6 separate regions of the Mus musculus genome follow, and regions 1, 2, 3, 5 and 6 are each linked to region 4. A link is a contact called in public promoter capture Hi-C data. All regions are on one chromosome and are shown on one strand. Each heading gives the region's core, a stretch centred on a gene start, on an enhancer-like site or on the middle of the called end of the contact. The rest is flanking DNA. Distances are from core to core; before and after follow the strand shown.

The links. Promoter capture Hi-C pulls out the DNA fragments that hold promoters and counts their contacts.
Region 1: a promoter capture Hi-C map of pre-B cells shows a contact between it and region 4. The contact joins the promoter of Senp6 here to the promoter of Ttk in region 4. A contact is called at or near these places in 2 of 39 promoter capture datasets (erythroid cells and pre-B cells).
Region 2: a contact with region 4 is called in a promoter capture Hi-C map of pre-B cells. The contact joins the promoter of Cyb5r4 here to the promoter of Ttk in region 4. A contact is called at or near these places in 2 of 39 promoter capture datasets (erythroid cells and pre-B cells) and 1 of 484 Hi-C or Micro-C datasets (CD4 T cells).
Region 3: a contact with region 4 is called in a promoter capture Hi-C map of pre-B cells, with 4 times the contacts expected there. The contact joins the promoter of Cox7a2 here to the promoter of Ttk in region 4.
Region 5: a contact with region 4 is called in a promoter capture Hi-C map of pre-B cells. The contact joins the promoter of Myo6 here to the promoter of Ttk in region 4. A contact is called at or near these places in 3 of 39 promoter capture datasets (erythroid cells, frontonasal cranial neural crest and pre-B cells).
Region 6: a promoter capture Hi-C map of pre-B cells shows a contact between it and region 4. The contact joins the promoter of Syncrip here to the promoter of Ttk in region 4. A contact is called at or near these places in 2 of 39 promoter capture datasets (cranial neural crest and pre-B cells).

The regions. Positions count from the first base shown.
Region 1 is chr9:80,065,586-80,068,593 of GRCm38.p6, forward strand. Senp6 (SUMO/sentrin specific peptidase 6) reads left to right here and starts at 1,318. Exons shown (of 24, transcript NM_001311110.1): 1 at 1,318-1,987. The coding sequence starts at 1,939.
Region 2 is chr9:87,020,601-87,023,328 of GRCm38.p6, forward strand. It overlaps Cyb5r4 (cytochrome b5 reductase 4), which reads left to right and starts at 1,429. Exons shown (of 16, transcript NM_024195.2): 1 at 1,429-1,653. The coding sequence starts at 1,579.
Region 3 is chr9:79,758,426-79,761,480 of GRCm38.p6, forward strand. It overlaps Cox7a2 (cytochrome c oxidase subunit 7A2), which reads right to left and starts at 1,428. Exons shown (of 4, transcript NM_009945.3): 1 at 1,215-1,428; 2 at 65-154. The coding sequence starts at 1,232. It also overlaps the pseudogene Gm51685.
Region 4 is chr9:83,833,387-83,836,102 of GRCm38.p6, forward strand. It overlaps Ttk (Ttk protein kinase), which reads left to right and starts at 1,303. Exons shown (of 22, transcript NM_009445.2): 1 at 1,303-1,373; 2 at 2,385-2,538. The coding sequence starts at 2,403.
Region 5 is chr9:80,163,544-80,166,386 of GRCm38.p6, forward strand. Myo6 (myosin VI) reads left to right here and starts at 1,491. Exons shown (of 33, transcript NM_001039546.2): 1 at 1,491-1,686.
Region 6 is chr9:88,480,885-88,483,910 of GRCm38.p6, forward strand. Syncrip (synaptotagmin binding, cytoplasmic RNA interacting protein) reads right to left here and starts at 1,513. Exons shown (of 11, transcript NM_019666.2): 1 at 1,172-1,513.

The DNA of each region.
Region 1 (3,008 bases), core at 68-2,567, 3.8 Mb before region 4:
TTTGCATAGAGGGTTCCAGCAATGGTCAGGGTGGGTCAGGGTGACTTTCTTTGAACAAACATGCCCTGAACCCAGGAAGCAGGTTGCTGGAGGAATGCCGCTATTTGTTTTATGATTAGCATACCATGGAGCATTGAGTCACAAAGGTCACATTCTCAAGCCTGGGCCTAAAGGCCTAGAATCTTTTGTTTTTTATGTTTCACTTTTTCACTCAAAGGGCTGGAGAAATGGATTCAGCAGTTTGGTTAGCCTGGGTACCCTCTTCCGGCCTCTGAAGTAACTACAAGAAGCAGCTTTCCCACCCTAAATGCAGGCAAAACACCCTCCCCCCAACCCCACCCACTTTTTTTTTTTTTTTTAAAGAAAAAATGTAGCCGGGCAGTGGTAGCGCTAGCTCACCTTTAATCCCAGAATTTGGGAGGCAGAGGCAGGCGGGTTTCTGAGTTCCAGGACAGCCAGGGCTACACAGAGGAACCCTGTCTTGAAAAAACCAGAAAAAAAAAGAAAGAAAGAAAGAAAGAAAGAAAGGAAGGAAGGAAGGAAAGGAAAGAAAAAAATGTTTATTAGCTGACCACACAGCTAAGGGGCTTGAATTTCTGTAACTTTTTTTTTTCATTTTCTGCATTTTTCATGGATTTGTTGTTGTTGTTGTTGTTTTTGAAGACAGGCTCTTCCTTTGTAGACCAGGCTGGCCTCCATCTGACAGAGAGATCCACCTGTCTCTATCCCTTTATGGACTGGGAAAAACCTACACCACTACATGGGGTTTGTAAGAAAAAAGAAGAAAAAAAAAAGCCCCTCAAATTGTATCATAGTCTACTGTGTTCTCTCCCCCCCCCCCCTCTCTCTCACACACACACACACACACACACACACACACACACACACACAAAGTGTACTGGCTCAATCATATCATATATGCATTGTTTGGAAGATGGATGTGAACACAATTTTATTTTCCAATTACCTGGCTTCATTTTTTTTTTTTTTCCTTCCCATGGCACGTTTTAAATTCAGGGTCAGACAAGAACTTGGAGCGTTTCTTTAGAATTTGTGGTGCGACTCGACCAAATAGAATACCTGGCCGGCAGGCTGGCAAGCGCTCGCAGGCCGGCTCTGCCATGGGGGCCTTCCGAGGAAGGGGTTTTTGTTCGTCCCTCGCCAAGGCCGGCCAGACAAGGCCACCCCAGGCCGGCAGGACGACAGCCCCCGGCTCGGGTTCGGCCGAGCCCGGAGGGGGGCGAGCAGGGACCCGAAGGGAGAGAGAGGCTCTGGGGCGGCGGCGGCGGCGGGGCGGGCCCGGAGGCCGGTGGGGGAGGAGCGGCGGCGGGGCTGCTGTGGCGACCGACGCGCGGCGGTGGCGGAGACCCACCCCCGTCCACATGGACAGTCGCCGAGGCCTGGGCTGATGCTCTGACGCCTGGGCGGGGTGGGCGGGCGGCGGCGGCCACTGCTGGAGCAGCGAGGGGTCGCGGGCGCCTCACGGTCGCGGAGCCCTCGCTCGGCTCAAGCCGCTGCGGCCATTTTACGGCCCGGGACGTAGAAGGCGTGTGAGCGTTCGCTCCGTTCTCCGTCCTCCGGAGCCAGCGGCGGAGCGGGGCGGAGGGGAGCGGAGGGAGCTCCTCAGAGGCCGGCGCGGCCCGGTGGATGGGGAGTCGTGTGCCGAGGGGAGCCGGGCCCGGGAAGCGCCGCCGCCGCCGCTCACGGTCCCCGGTAGGCGCCTGAGGAGAAGCAGCCCAGGCCGTGGGCCTCGCCGCCTCCCGTCAGGCCCGCTTTTGTGTGGGGGGCCCGGCCGGCGGGGAGCGCCCCTCGCGGAGGTCGAGCCCGAGGCCCGCCACCCTGCGGCTGCTACCCTCCCGACGCGCGGCCCCCATTCCCCGCCAGCACCGCGCCGGTGTCGGCCATGGAGTAAGAAGGAGGCGGCGTGGAAGGAGGAAGATGGCGGCGGGCAAGAGCGGTGGCAGCGCTGGGGCTCTTTTCCTGAAAGGTACGCTCGGGTCTCCCTCGGGGGAGAGTCGGGGGCGAAATTCGCCGACACCGGGGTGTCTCCCACCCCCGGGCCGTGATACTCAGCTCTCTGCTCCGGGTGGGCTTGGGGCCGCGGGGGCCACGGGGGCCCGGACGGCCGATGGCCCGCTGGGAACGCGCTGCAGGCGCGCCGACTTCGGGTCCGCCCGGGCCAAGGCTCGGGCAGGCCGGCGCGAGGCGGCGCGGTGGTAGCGCAGCGAGCCGAGGCCCAGGGCGGCCTGCGAGGGGCGCGCCGAAGGCTTGGGCTCGCTCCCACCTCCATATTCTCGATGGGTGCCTAGTGGGTGAGGAGCAGACTTCGTCCGCGTCTTTCTTAAGCGTTCGTGGAAAGTTTCAGACCTAAGCTTGGTTGAAACTGGCCGATCCAAGGAGGCAGGGGGAGAGGTGGTGGTTAACACTGCCCTGTGGTTAAAAGCTCCCAGGCTAGCCGCTGCCCTCGGGGTGCAGGTTAGACCCGGCGGTGCCCCGAACTCCGGTGAGATGTGTTTGGTTGTTTATACTTTGTAAAGCAGGTATGGGAGGTGGAAAAAAAAAAAAAGAGAGAGAATGAGCTTCCAAGTGTCGGTTTGGAGACAGCCGGGGAAGGTAAAAGAGTTAGGGTGTGTTCCCATTTTTAGTCGCTTGTGAAGCAGAGTTAACTATTTCAGTTGGTGGACCAAGCCGGCTTAAAAGGTCTATTTTGGTTTGGTGTGGTGGTAAATGGATAACGATACTGGTTTTTGCCTATGGCTGTAAAGGGACTTCCATAATACAGGTACATTTAGTTGCAGTTGTGAACCGGGAACGTAAACGTTCATTCGACTTTAAATTTCCTGGTAATCGGATTTGTAAATATGTTTAGGAAAATAAGTCCGCGTTCAGTAATTGTTAAGTATATTTACTCTTTGGGGGTAATTGCAGGATTTTGTTTTCTAGATGAAATATATCCAGGCCATGCTTTAAGATATGATTTAGAAATATTACAGAATTAAGAAAATGTA
Region 2 (2,728 bases), core at 179-2,678, 3.2 Mb after region 4:
TGGGGAGTAAAATAAATCCTCAGTGACTGATTTTTCTTACATAGGCATCACAGAAGAAAACTTATTCCATACTTTAATGAGATGGACGATGGACTTGCATGGTTAGGGTGACACAGTAGATTATGCTCATGAAGTCCTTTTAGTTTTTATATAATCACCTGCTCAGCAGTTCAGGTGCAAACAAACATATTTTATTAATCTATAATCTGAGCTACTTGTGAGGATGAGGCAGGAGAACTGCAAGTTCAATGCTTGTCTGACAATATACCAAAAATATTTTCCTGCAGTATTCCAGAATAAAAATGGGTAGAGGTGGAGATGAGAGGTAATTAGCTAGCTAAGAAATGTCCCGTGCTTGAATGACTAAGCATATCCACAGACTCTCTCATAATATTAAACCACATTATCACAACTTTGACTCCCAGGGACTCTGGAAACTACATAGCTGGAGTAAATGATGTGTCCAGAATCAGAAAAAATTAGAACCCCACAGAGAATGGGATGGGTTATTTAGAACTACTCTTTGGGAAAATGTTCTCTTTCTATTGGATTCCACCCTGTGGATCTGTGTATTTTCCTAGCAAAAAGAAAAAGCCAATGTATCACTAACATGGACCCACAGTGTTAGGAATTTCTCTTGTTAACAAATCAGGATAGTATAAGGTGGCCTGTCTTTTGTTACATGCCTATTAATATATACAGTATATGGTTTAGATATAGCCATTTATTTCTTACAGAAACCCAAGCCTATACAGACAAAATGTTCCTTTAATAAAAAGTAGCGTGCATAGGCCATTAAATACAAGGATGACACCAAAACCAAATCACTCTATTTAGGAGTGAGCTACTTGTAGATTTCAGGGAAAGTGAAGAGTTATGGGAGGAGGAAGAATGTGTGAGTGTATGGATAGAGAAGGTCTTCTGGAAACGTCGTCTGGAAACGTCTTTTACTCGTTTTCCAGACTGGTTCCCCAAACGTGACGTTTCTTAACCCACAGCAGAGGCTGCTTGAGTTCGGCTTCTTAGCTCATGAAACTGTGAAGTCCTCTTTCCTAGAGCTTAGTATTTTACAGGAGAGAACTATTCAGCAGTCTGAACGTTTTGATAGTGTTGTTTTCTTTCATATTTCAATTGTTGTTTATCAAGAGACAGGCACTGGTCTTCTTGTTCTACCAGAAATAACCCTCGGCCTCTATCAGCACCAGGGCTGGGGAACAGCTTCACTCTCTGATCTTTCAGCAGAAAGCTGTCATTTCCTTGTGGTGCTGAAGTTTAGGACCAAAGAGTAACTGAGCATGCGCTGCCCTGCCCCCAACCCCCGCACAGCCACCCCTTCCCAAGCCGGGCGACCGGGCTCACAGAGTGAGTGAGCCTTTCCTCTGACTCCGCCCCCGCCCCGCCTCTCGTGAGCGTGATTGCGTCACGACGCGCCTGACCCCTGGCGACCCCGGAAGTGGGTCGGGGGCTTGGCCTCGGCCGGGCCAAGGAGCCCGCACGGACGGTGGTGGGCGCTGGGGTCCCACCAGGGCAGCCTGTCCGGTGGCGGAGCCCGGATGCGGCCCGAGCCGGGGGCCCAGGATGCTGAACGTCCCTTCCCAGGCTTTCCCGGCCCCCGGCTCCCAGCAGCGCGTCTCCTCCCAGGGGCGCAGCAAGGTAAGTGGCGACGCCGTTCGTTCGACTACTAACTCAAACGCCCTAAGTGTGTTTGAGCTGCTGAAGTTGGCCGCGGTAAGTCCACTCGGCACCCCGCTTCCGGCATGGTTGCATTTCTGTCTCAAGCTGTCCTCTCCAGTCTTTTGTTCTTTACGGTCAAAGATCCAGGCTGAGCAGTGGCGGTGGCTAGGGATGATTGGAGTCTGCAAACCTGCCGTCAGATTTAGTGCCACCTCTTCAAGTCGCACTCCTCTGTGTATACGGTAGCCAGTGGTTCCAGCACTGCCTCATCTGTAGACACCCCTGGTTGATTTTGAATCTGGTACCATGCTCTTGTCTATTTGTTGAATATGGTTACTGTCAGCAGCAGGTGGAAATACAGATATATAGTTGCAAAATTCAGTACAAATTGTGTAGTGTATTCATTGCAAGGCGAATGCTCTTATGTTATTTTGCTAGTTCCTTATTCTGTAACCACATCTTGGTATTTTCTTTTGAGACTTCTGTCTTCTTGGGCTACTCGATTCCTTTCTCGAGTTTTATTTTATATGACTTTGAGACTTTCCATTCTTCTCCACTTAGATCTGAGGTTTTGCCCTTAGATCAGAAAAGGAATTGAGGTTTTCATTTATTTTTCAGAAATGTCTGTCCCCAGCTTTAATCATACATAGCACTAAGATGTTTTGTGGGCTCACTGATGGCCATGTGTATCTGGAGTCCTTTTCCTTTGCCCATTGAATCTTCACAGTTACCCTGAAGCTAGGGACGTTTACTATCTTCATTCTTGGTAAAAAGAAATAGGTTGATGAAAGTCTGCTATCAGTCACGTAAGCTTGTGATTATGACATTTCCTTCATTGCTGTGTGTGCGCCTCTGCTCACCAGCCATCAACTGGGTATCTTGCTCTCTCTTTAAGCTAAGTGCTTGGCTCCATAGTCTAAGGTTGCCCTTTGTAGAATGAGAACGTCAGTAACTGACTTTCTTCATTAAAATGGCTATGTTCTCAGCATTCATTTAAAGGAGAAAACTTCTAGGCAAAGACAGCAAGTTCCTTAGATGCGATAGCAGAAGTAAG
Region 3 (3,055 bases), core at 178-2,677, 4.1 Mb before region 4:
CTCTGGACTTACTCTACCGTGCCAGCTCTGTTACAATTAACAATCACATAGAACACTTCAGTACCTGAAACAGCTTTTGTTTCTCTGGAACCTTGTTTTCAAAATGCCTTCGTGAAGTGGTGCTGATGGTCCTCTGGGCAATCTGACGAAGGGCCTGAAACAGAAAATTCACATGCATCGAACAAGACCTAAGAGTCCAAAGAAACCTGTAAAGGCAACTTCCAACCCTTCACACTGAAAGGAAGCTGAGATTTAAAGCATTATCGAACTTGTCAGTACTATCCAAGACTAGCATCCAGATTTTCTACATGTTGTCTATTCTCTGCTCTGTGCTTCATGTTACATATCATAGTCTTCAGAAACCATGACCTATATATAACCTGTGCCTGAAATTAATCAGTAGTATTTTATAGAACAAAACATGCTGATATACAGAAAAATAAATGATATAGACATCTTATAAGTTCTAACATTTTCATTTAATATTTGCCTATGTCAAAAATCTATTCCTGGCAGGGTAGTGGAGGCTCAAGACTTTAATCGCAGCACTAGGGAGGCAGAGGCCATGCTAGTCTACAGATTTAGTTCCAGGATAGCCAAGGCACTGAAAAATTACTTTGCAGTGGAGGGCACATGCTAGAACACTCCTGGACATCTAAGAAAAATGTAATTGGTGTTAAGTCTTAATTGTGTTAAACGATTACAAAATAAAATCAAAACACACCTTTTTAAATTTTGGAGAAATATTCACCAAGTGTTAAAGGTAATTCTGAATCGTCATTACACTTCAATCATGAAACCCATTAAATCCCAACTAAAACTGTACAATTTAGTTCTTTGGCTTACTTCTTTGAATCAGGTAAAATTTTATCTTTTCACTATGATACAAAACAAAATGACAACAAAAAGCCACCTTCCACCTAGGTTTTCCAGGTGTCCAAGATCCCCCCACTGGAGCCTACGTCAGAGCTACAGTCATAGCCATAAGCAACGGTAAGCTGTAGTGACCAAGAACCAAATGCGATCCTGCTCTTCCCTCTACGACTACCCAGAAACAGCCAGGGGCGAGTGGACGGAAGGTCAGGGAAAAGGACGCGCGGCCAAGGTGACTCCGGCTGCTGTCTTCTGCCACATTTCCAGCACGCCTTTCTGTCAGGATGCCTGACCCTCCGCCCCGACACTCCAGTACCAGCCAAACCCCCAAAGCTACCTACCAGCAGATTCCGCAACATCTTGGCTCGGTTGTTACCCACCAACCGCGACTACTGAACGCCAAAAATCGAAAGCCACCAGACCGGAAACGGAACTCCCTCCTAGCGCTGCGCGCGCGTCGAGCAAGAGGGCTCGTTCCGGGAAGAGGAGGGGCTCGCGCTCCCGACCATAGAGAGCGGAAGGCGAGCCAGAGCGACTTCTCGCAGCGGCCCGTCTAGCCTCCGGACCTCCGAAGCTATCCTTACCACTTGGCTCCGCCCTGCCGCGCCTGCCGCCGGACCCAGAATCACAATGGAAAGCAAACGCCACCCGCAATGGAGAGGCGTGAAGTCTTGCAGCCCTCTTCATACGCTCTGGTGAAGTCAGTGGACAACCAGACTACCCGGAAAGTAGCTTGTCTTGTGAGAAGGCTTTGAGCCATTGTTTACAGTCTGAAGGAACAATGGATGTCAAAGCTACGTCGTACAAGCTTAAATATTCAAAAGCTCCTCTTAATACGGATAGAGTCCAGTTTTAGGGTTTGTCTTCCACAGATGAAAGTGGGAGGCGTTAGTCTTTGTGCTGAGATCATATAGGAACGACCGATGTTGGCATCCACAGGTATGCCAACCTGTGGATCTTCTGCTAAACTCCTTGTGCTGGAAGCTCTTCCTGTGTCCCCAGACTGGAACTGGCTGACTTCGTTATTGAGTCTGGGAAAACGCTGAAAAGAGGGGAATACATTTTTAAATCCACGTTCAACACAAATATCGACTGTGTCGTGCTTTCTCAGATCCGCAGCACATTTCACTCCTGGATGGAGCTGTCAGAAGTGCGCGTATTTTACAGATAGGCTGTTAGCATTTTGCATCAGTCTTGCATAACTATTCCTCCTTACAACTGCCTTTATTCTTCTGCACACTAATGTACAAGTAAAAATAATCTACTCAACAATACAAATGTCTTTCCACCCTTTTGCAAACTCAGAAACGACTTCATTGCCATTTCAGGTAAAAGCTAATGATAAACGGGTTCCACAGTGTTGCGTGAATAAAAACTGGTAATGCTTAATTCCTTCAAATCTTGGGGTACTTTTTTCTTCATAACCTACTGTACCCCCAACACAGTCTAAATTTTCTTCCTTACCAAGTTTATAAACACCCATTATAACTGACTTTTTTTCTACCACCTCTTAATTATTCAATGTACCATCGAGCATAATTACCAACAGCTGGGGATGGGGAGTTTTGTTTTTTTTTTTTTTTTGTTTTGTTTTTTACATTTATTGTCTGTAATTGGAATTCGTTAAAGTTTGTGCTGCTGTCGCTGTTTCACCACAGGATATAAGTTTTCCCAGAACCGACTGTATACTTACCATTCCCCTAACACTAATAAAAATGGGCCTACTAGGGGGGCTGGTGAGATGGCTCAACGGGTAAGAGCGCTGACTGCTCTTCTGAAGGTCCTAAGTTCAAATCCCAGCAACCACATGGTGGCTCACAACCACCCATAATGAGATCTGATTACCTCTTCTGGTGTGTCTGAAGTCAGCTACTTACATATAATAATAAGTAAATCTTAGAAAAAAATAGGCCTACTAACCAACACTAAGTGCATACTGTTTGACATTCCTAGGAATAGTGACTGTCCAAGAAGAACCAAGAGTTTACATTAAAACTACCTATAACAGCGTTGTCACTTAGGGCAGTACAATTTTCTCTTTACTGGACCACTCCATCTACAGACACATTCCATTTTAAAAAGGAAAGGACACATATGAAACAAAACAGTGTTTCTATCCCATTCTCTCCAGAATAAAAGCAGACTTCTGCAACTTGTGTGCCCCTCCTTTTGTGTTAGTCTT
Region 4 (2,716 bases), core at 53-2,552:
TCTGGTCTGTTTTAATTGATCCCTTATTCCCCCTCCCCCTTAATAGTTACATTTTCTTGTTTTCAAAGTCTGGTGATTTTTTTTTCAATTACATAAGAGTGTAACGACAACCCTGTTGAGTTTTCTTGTATTTCTATAAATATTACTGAGCTGTGTTCTAGTCTACAGTTAAATTTCATGAAGATAGTCTGATCTTTTTAAGGTTTGCTTTTCAGCTTTTATGCTTGACCAAAAATACTTTAAAGACTAACTTTGCATTAAACCTTCTGTGTCTATAGGTTCTACATTCATGGATTTACTCAACTGTAGATGAGAAAAAAATATGTTTTTCCTGTGTCTCTATTGAACAACTTGTCAATATTTCTTAAGTAACACTATATAACATCTATTTGTATCACTTCTGTATTCAACTGGGTATTACAAATGATGCATAGACGATAAATTTTAAAGTATTCAGGACGCTGGGAGATTTAAATCACATGCCTTTAACCCCAGCCTGTTCTGCAAAGGGAGTCAGTTCTGTGGCAGCAGTGAATACACACACAGTGAGATTCTGCCTCGAAAACAAAAACAAACTAGCTCCCCTCCCCCACCAAAAGAAAATAAATGTATACAGGAATAGAGCATAGGTTGTGTGTACAATGCCTCTTTATTTAAAGACTTGGAATATCCACAGATTTGGGTATCAGCAATTTGTGACAGAGGGCATCACTTACTGAATGAAGATGAGAGATCTGGCTACTGCTGTAGCTTCTTACACAAAGCAAAACTATCAAGAGTAAACCAGAGCAAAAACACAGCATCTGCGCCATTTCTCGCCCATGAAACCGTTCCCCTGGACCACACAGTCTGCTAGGGGAGCTGGGTACCATTGAGAAAGCCTAGAGAAGCGTTTCTCCTAAGAGCAGCTGAGCTCATAACTGAGACAGCATCACGGGGATGGGGGCGGGGGGGGGGAATGGTTCGGAGAAAGGAGCTCAGCCAGGATGTCCCGACAGGGAGGGGACCAGAATTCTAACAAAGAGAAGGGCGGGTCTTGGGTTGAAGGCGAGGCCAGGGCTCCCTGGAGGGTAGTGCAAGGTCCAGCGGGAGAGCACCAAAGAAAAAGACCCTGACCCCTGACCGTACAGGCGCAGGTCAGCACGGCGAGCGCGTCGGCAGCTGCGGGTAACTCCCCGGGCCGCTTGAAGTGGGTGGGTCCGGCCTCAACGCAGGAGGGGCGGTGCGACGCAAGGAGCCAATCACGGCCCACGCTTCCACGTGGCGAGCCGTAACCAATGAGAGGTAGCGGGGAAGGCAGCGGGGAAATTTCAAACGTGTTTCCGGAGAGGGGTTGGGGTGCTGCTGTTTGGGCTGCAGCTTGGCTTTCAGAGGTGGGTGCATCAGAGCGGGCATGGCAGAGAGGCTGCGGCCGGCGGGAGGCTGCTGGGTGACGAGGGTGGCGGCGAGCGAGCTGGCGCTTGAGCCCCCGGCCAGGCGGGCGGGTACGGCCTGTAGGTCCTGGGCTGCTGGTGGGGGAGCAGGGCCCAGAAGCGGGTGCGCCGTGCGGGTCAGGACTGATTGTGTAACTCTCAAGACCTGCCCCCGTGGGTGGCTGTGAGCTGGGAGGAGGTGGGGAACCCCTTGCTCCCCTCCTTTGGGCCCATTTTTATTGTTAACACTCCGCGGTGGCTCTGAGCTTTAGTTACTGCGTTGTGGAGAATGGCAGACAGAGTGACAGAAAGCCTGCAGACTGTGGGCTATTAACCAACACATTCATGCAGATAACCGGAGCGCCTGGGCTCCAGTACTGTGACAAGTACCTCGATGCTTGCATTAGAAGGATAAAAGCACAAATCAGGGCTTTGTCTGGGACAAACTTCTGAAAGTCGCTTATCTGTAGAAGGATGCAGAATGCGCGCAATGTCAATATTTACTCTGGCAGGGTAGGCGACCAAAGGGACAACTTATTGTCATTACCAAACGGATTCCTTACGTTCCGTAGGTGAAAGAAAGACATTCAGTGAAATGAAGTTTTCAAAGGCGTCAGCTGGACGTGGTGGTGTATCTATGTACAGCTAGTGCTTGGGAGATGTAAGGAGATAAGCTGCAGAATCAGAGAGAGCAAGGCCATCCTAGGCTACTTAACACCCTTACTCAAAACACAAAAGCGTCATGAGAGCATTATCTTCCAGGTTCACACAGTGTAACCTCAATGCTGTTTCATACTGGGAAGAATAGATGTTTTTGGTTCGTTGAAACTTTGTTCTGGTAAATTACAAGCTATGTCCTTGTGGGTTTTGTTGCTCTGGTTTGATTTAGTTGCCACTAACACTTACCTCATAACAGTTACATTTAGATAGATATGTTTACAAAACTAATGTTCTATCTTATTTATTCCAAAGACGAGTTACAATTTAGAAATGGAGGCTGAAGAGTTAATTGGCAGCAGTGTGACGATTGATTCCATCATGAGCAAAATGAGAGATATTAAAAATAAGATAAATGAAGACTGTACTGATGAGCTAAGCTTGTCTAAAATCTGTGCCGATCACACGGGTGAGTTTTTTCTTTGCTTAAAAAAGCAAACAAAAACCTAAAAAAAAAAAAAAAAAAACCGTTGAGAGCCTCCGAGTTGAAGGTGAGCAGTGTTAACCACCTTGTGTGGCCTAATGAAGTTGTTTCTGTTTTTCTCAGTAAGTGATGGTTATCCGTTAAATTGTACTTCATACTTTAA
Region 5 (2,843 bases), core at 241-2,740, 3.7 Mb before region 4:
TTTTTTAGTTTCCCTAATTTTACTTACTGTCTTACGAATTTGAAATGTGTTCAGTGGAAGGTAGCTTTTTCATCAAGTCATTTGGGTCGTCTCTGAATGCCTGACCCTTCCCTTACCATTTTTTTGTGGTGATATGGATTGAACCCAGGGCCTCACATGCTAGGCAAGTATTCTACCGTGGACTTAGTTATAGCCCATCTCTCTCTGAAACAGGATATTACTAACTGACCATGCTGGTCTTGAACATGCAGCTTCCCGAGTAGCTAGAATTACAAGCACGAGGCACCAGGTCCAGTTTGAATTCCTGAAACCTGTCTTCTCTGGGAATCTTCTAGACAGAGCCCAGTGGTCAGAGTACAATATGAGGAGTTGTTTCTCTCCTTGAAACATGCTGGGCTTCAGGATGGGCTGCAAGAACCCTCACTGGCTGAACTATCTTGCCAGCCCCTTATTTTGTTTTCATATTAACCTCTTTTTTCTAGTAAAGGAGATGTTTGCTCTCAAATTTGCATAGGAATGTAATATTTAATTTAAAAAGATGACCCACATATGACCTTATAAGGACAGTAAAATTAAACAACCGGAAAGATAAAGCGGGCCAGTTGGCTCAGTTCTATAAAACCAGCCCACAAGGATTGTCACTATTCTTAGGCTTGCGCGGGCTACATGATGAGTTCCAGGACTGCCTGGTTACAGACCGAGACTCTCTCAAGAGTCCAGATAAACAACAACAAAGGGGGCGAGGTGGAAATACAGGGGCTGTAAGAAGTAAATATGATATCTGCATGGGAGGCTAGCCAGAGAAGAAAAAATTTTCTTCCGTGGTTCAATCCTCCAAGGGCTGAACAGGAAGTTGACGCAGGCAGGTGAGGAGCACGAGCCTAGATGGGCTGCGGTGCCACCCTTAATCCCCACAAGCGAGTTCCTCCGCAATTCGCCTGTCCCACTCTCAACTTTTCTTCAACTGACTCTTTGCTGTGGTCCCTCGCTGTGGCAGTGGAAACAACTACCACTGCGAGGTAGGGAATGTCATGAGGGGCTACCTGCAGCCCTTGGCTTGCAGGGATGCAGGGATGCGGTCGGAACCTGAGGCCCCGCCCTTCTCTTGCCCCACGCCATTAGGCCACGCCCCTACCCAGCACTCCTTCAACCACCCCCTTCCCCGGCGCCTCATGAGGTCCCGCCCCTCTCAACCCTAGCTCTTGAGGCCTCCCCTTCACAGCCGCCCCGGCGTTCCTTGACTTGAGGCCACGTCCCTCTGCTCCTTCATTCCCAAGACCCTACGCTTTGCGAGTCCTCCCTGTCCTGCTGCCTAGGACCCCGCCCCTCTCAGCCCTTCTGCCCCAAGACCCCGCCCCTTAGGCTGTTCCCGCCCACTGGCCAATGAAGACCCGCCCTTTCTTTAGCCGCCCCGCCCCGGTCCCACAAAATCCCGCCTCCGGCCCCGCCTCCCGCCCCCTTGGGCGCTCCGTAGCAGTGACGTGCGCAGGCTGGGCACTCTGCAGGGCTCTCTGGCCGGCGGGTGGAGACCGATCCGGGATCTGTCCCAGCAGGAAGCGTATCCCGGCCGCCGTCGTGCTGTCGTCTCCGGTGCTCGCTCTCGGCCGCGGTGTCGCGCTTGCCCTTCGCGCCCGCAGCCCGGCAGCCTCTCCACGGCCGCGACCCCTCGCGCACCTGCCTCGCCGGGTGAGTGTGGGCGCCTGCCCGCCTGCCTGTCCTCACCGCCTTGGCCTCTGCTCTGCCCGGCGCGGACTGGAGCTCTGGCTTCCCCTTCCCGGGCCAGCGGGGCTCCTGTCACCTGACGAGTCCCACCCGACACTGCAAGATAGTTTTATTTTCTCCTTTCGAAACACAGTGAAAAAGCTACACAGTCTAGTTTGTTGTCAGAGTAAAGATCAATTGATACCATTAATAATTTAGCTGTGTCGAAGAAGACCATGGTAGCATACTATAAAGCTGGAATTTTAGTTCCTAAGCGTTCTAGTATTTTGAGTGTGAGTTTTACGGATGTGTTGCTGAAAATAACTTTGTTATTTAATTCCAAATCGTCTTAAACTAATTAAAACGTGCTAGCTGTGGATTGTATTTTAAAATAGGAAATAATTTGATAAGGCCATTCTTAGATAATCTATGTCAGGAACTTTTACACAAAGATACATTTTATCCGGCATAAAGTATGTAGGGCAGAGCTGTTTAAATCCCAATGTGGAGATACTGCTGGAGCGCTACACAAACGCTGCTCCGATTTCATATGTGTTGAATAAAACTTTAGTTTGCTCTCGTGTTACAGTTGCAGGATTTTCGAATATAGTTAGTCAGCTTGAGACTTTTAACAGCCTTTGAGGCTCGGCTGTAACACCATAAAATCTGAGTCTTGAGCTTGGTGGTGGTCATGGTCCAAAGGTTGGCTGCGGAACAGCAGCATTTCTGTACAAATTAACTCGACTTCAAGACATCTTGGCTTGTGGTTTTCCAACTGGGAAATGTTTAGTGAAAAAAAAATTACCTTAGTGCTCTCTAGCATTAATTTTAGAAATGGCCACAAATGCTACAAGGGGGACAGAGGAAGCCCAGAAACAATGTAGTTCTTCAGAACAGCTCATTGACTTTTAAATGTCTGCCCATTTTCTGTGTTTGCAGTTGCACAGGAGTAAACAGGCACAGTGATAAATAGAAGTCATTTTAGTCTGATGCTCGTCGGCCTGTAGTGTTTTTATTTCGTGTGTGTGATCTGTTACCCATTTTTTTCCCTCTTCCTTTCAAGTTTTGTATTTGTTTTCAAAAGTTACTTGTAAAAGGCAGGGACAGAATACAACCCTTAAGAAAAGAGTATTGCGATTATA
Region 6 (3,026 bases), core at 263-2,762, 4.6 Mb after region 4:
TGAAAGAAACCTTAAAATCACTATCGCCTGACAAGCCAGATTTTGGAGCTCGGGTACAGAAGGACCGATTCACTAGATTCTTCCTGAGCACCACCCCTGACTTCACCTGCTAACACTCACTGAGAAAAACCTTATTACAAATGAAGCCCAATCAGCACAGCGACCGGCCCAGCCTGCCACATGCAGCAGTTCCAAAACGGAGAATAAGGTGTGTGAAGCAAGCAACGCTGGGCTTGTCTCTCTCCAAGGTAAACCAGAAAGTGCGCTTTTCCCGCCTGCCGCTTATAGATCAGTAACAACAGCCAGCGAAGAACAAAGCGCTCACACAAGCCACCTTCCCACCACCCAATTCCTCCACCCTTCACCCCCACACCCCAAAGCCCGCCCCCGACTCCGCACCCGGAGCGGCAGCCTCGCCACTGCGGCCGCCAGGAACCCATTAGAAACACGTGCTCTGCGCCTTCAAATGTCCTACAACTTCCTTCAACGGAAACCCACCGAGTACCGGGCCAAGACGGTCATCACCGCCTCCCAACATCAACCCGCAGTCGCGGTGCGAGCCCCCTGAACCGTGCAACCGCACCATCTCGCCCCTCAACACTGAGGCCGCCGCGGCGCCAGGCCACGGGCTTTCCCCGCCCCCCAGCGCTGCCGTCTCCGCCGTGACACATGGCTCTCCGCCCCGGGCGCTCCCGGGCGCCCGCGACCCCCAGCCTCCCGCACCCCTCGGTGCAGTGGCTGCGGCGCCGAGGCCGACAGCCCGCGCGGGGAGGGCGTTCCGCCGCCAAGCACACGCCCGCGGGAGCCGAGCACCGCCCAAGCCCGCCGGCCGGTCGCGGGACAGCACCCCGCGCCTCTCCGCCCACTCCCGCGCCGCCGGCCACGACAGCACCAAGTCCGCCGCTCGCGCTCCGCGCGGGCCATCGGGCTGTCGAGGCGCCTCCTCCCGGAGCGCCGCAGACAAAGCCCAGCCGCGGCTGCACATGGGGAGAGGAGGAAGTGGCGGCGCGGCCGCGGCCTACTCTCCGGCAGCCCCGGCCAACGTGCTCTTCTCTCCCCCTTGGAATCCATTTTCCAGAAAAGCCGGTTTCTCCCCGCGCCGCCCTCCCCCAAGCACCCTCCACAATGTCACGGAGCTCCCCTCCCGGACCCGGGGGCCCGCGGTCGTTACCTCCCCGCGGGGCTGGGGCCGAGGAATCCTGTCCGACCGGGTCGGCTGGCGGGGAACGCGTGCTCGCTGCTCCCTGTGTCCGGCGCGAGTGGAGCTGTTGTAAAATGGCGGCCGAAGCTCACGCCGCTGGCAGCAAACCCGATCCAGTTCCACTCGCCTCCGAGCGCGCTCCCGGTGCGCGCGCGCCCCCGCGTGACCCCCCTTCCCTCCCCTCCCTGGCGCGTCCGCTTCTCTCCCTCACTCCCTCAGCTCAGCCCCTGCCCTCCGACAGCTCCTCCTTCTCCCCTCGCCACCTCCGCCGGCCGCTAGCCGCCCTGTCCTCTCAGCCTTCGTCCTTCCTTCCCTGCACCTCCTCCCCCAGCTTCCCCACTCCCGTCCGCGGCCGCTCACACACGAGTGGCCGCCCTTCTTCCTCTCTGGCTCTCTCTGGCTTCACGCCCTCCCTCGCTAGCTCTCTCTCGGCCCCGTCCCCAGTCCCTGCCGAGTCGCTCTTTCTCTCTCCCGCGCTGACGTGACGACGCAGACGACGCCGCGGGACGCGCGCCCGCGAGCCCCGCCTCTCGCCCCGCCCCTAACTCCCGGTCGGGGGGGGGGGAGAGACCCCGCCCTTCCGCCGCGGCGACAGCGAGGGGCCGAGTGAATGAGAGACCCGCCCTCTGTGCGGACACTCCCTCTCGCTCCGCGGGCGGGGCCGCCGGCTCGGCGTGTCCCACTCGTTCTTTGTCAGGAGACAAGCATATCCCCACCCCGCCCTCCCCGCCCCCCACCGCCCCACCGCCGGCCTGGGCTCCGAGGGTGCCCGACGTTGGCTGCCCGCTCTGCCGGGGCTGGGGCTGTCGCCGCCGCGGCCGCCCCGCGCCCTGGGCGCTGGAGAAGCTGCAGGCGCACGTGTCCCCCGGGGCGGGGCGAGGCGAGGCAGACAATGGGGCTGCGGGGGAGGGGAGCTGCACGGGGAACGGCGGAGCTCGGGGCCACCCGGTGGCGGGGCTGGAGTTCGGGAGTCACCCCGGGGAGCCCCGGCTTCCGCTGCTAGACAATGGGGTATCCCGCGGCCCGGCGCGCGCCGTCCTCCGCTTCCACGAATACCCTGGGCGGAGGGAGGGGCGCCGCGGGTTTGCGAGGAAATCCCTGTGCCTCCGGCTCGGGGATGACAGGGAGGCCAGATTTGGAAGCTTAACCGACCCGGTGGTGTTGGATTGTGCAATATTCCGTTTCTGTCCCTGGCCTTTTAAGCAGTTAAGTGCTCCTCCTGGCACACTTTGAACAACTTGAAGCAGCACAAAGCTGCGTGATTAGGACTACTGTGAGGGAAATGTGTTTCTTTTCAAGCATCTTGGCAATTAAATGTTATGTGAAGTGACATTTCCTTTGTAACCATTTACTATGGACAAGAAAGACAAGACAAAGGCGTTTGTATCTCAGGCGATATGGATACTAATTTTATCCAGAGCGACTGTAATGAAAAATGGCATTATCCTCTTTGAAAAAAAAAACAAAAAACTACAATTAGAAAGCTACTTGTTCTTCCAAATGAGCTTTATGCTATGATAAGCCAGTAAGTAGTCCAAGGAAACTTAGATAAACACTCTTCAAAGTGCCTAGACACATAAAATTGAGCTTTTTTTCTGTTGACAGGTGGATCAAGTAGGAAATATTTCTGAAGTACTGCTATCCAAAACCTGCTTAATAAGGCTTTGCCTATCCACCGCCTACATCCCATACTACCAAACATATCCTTGCTATGGTATTTAATTAATTCAGCAAGATATTATAGTTAGTACCACAAAAGTCTGGATAATGATAGCATTGAAAAAACAACCAAAGTGGTAATAGAAAGACCGTAGGTTAAACAAGG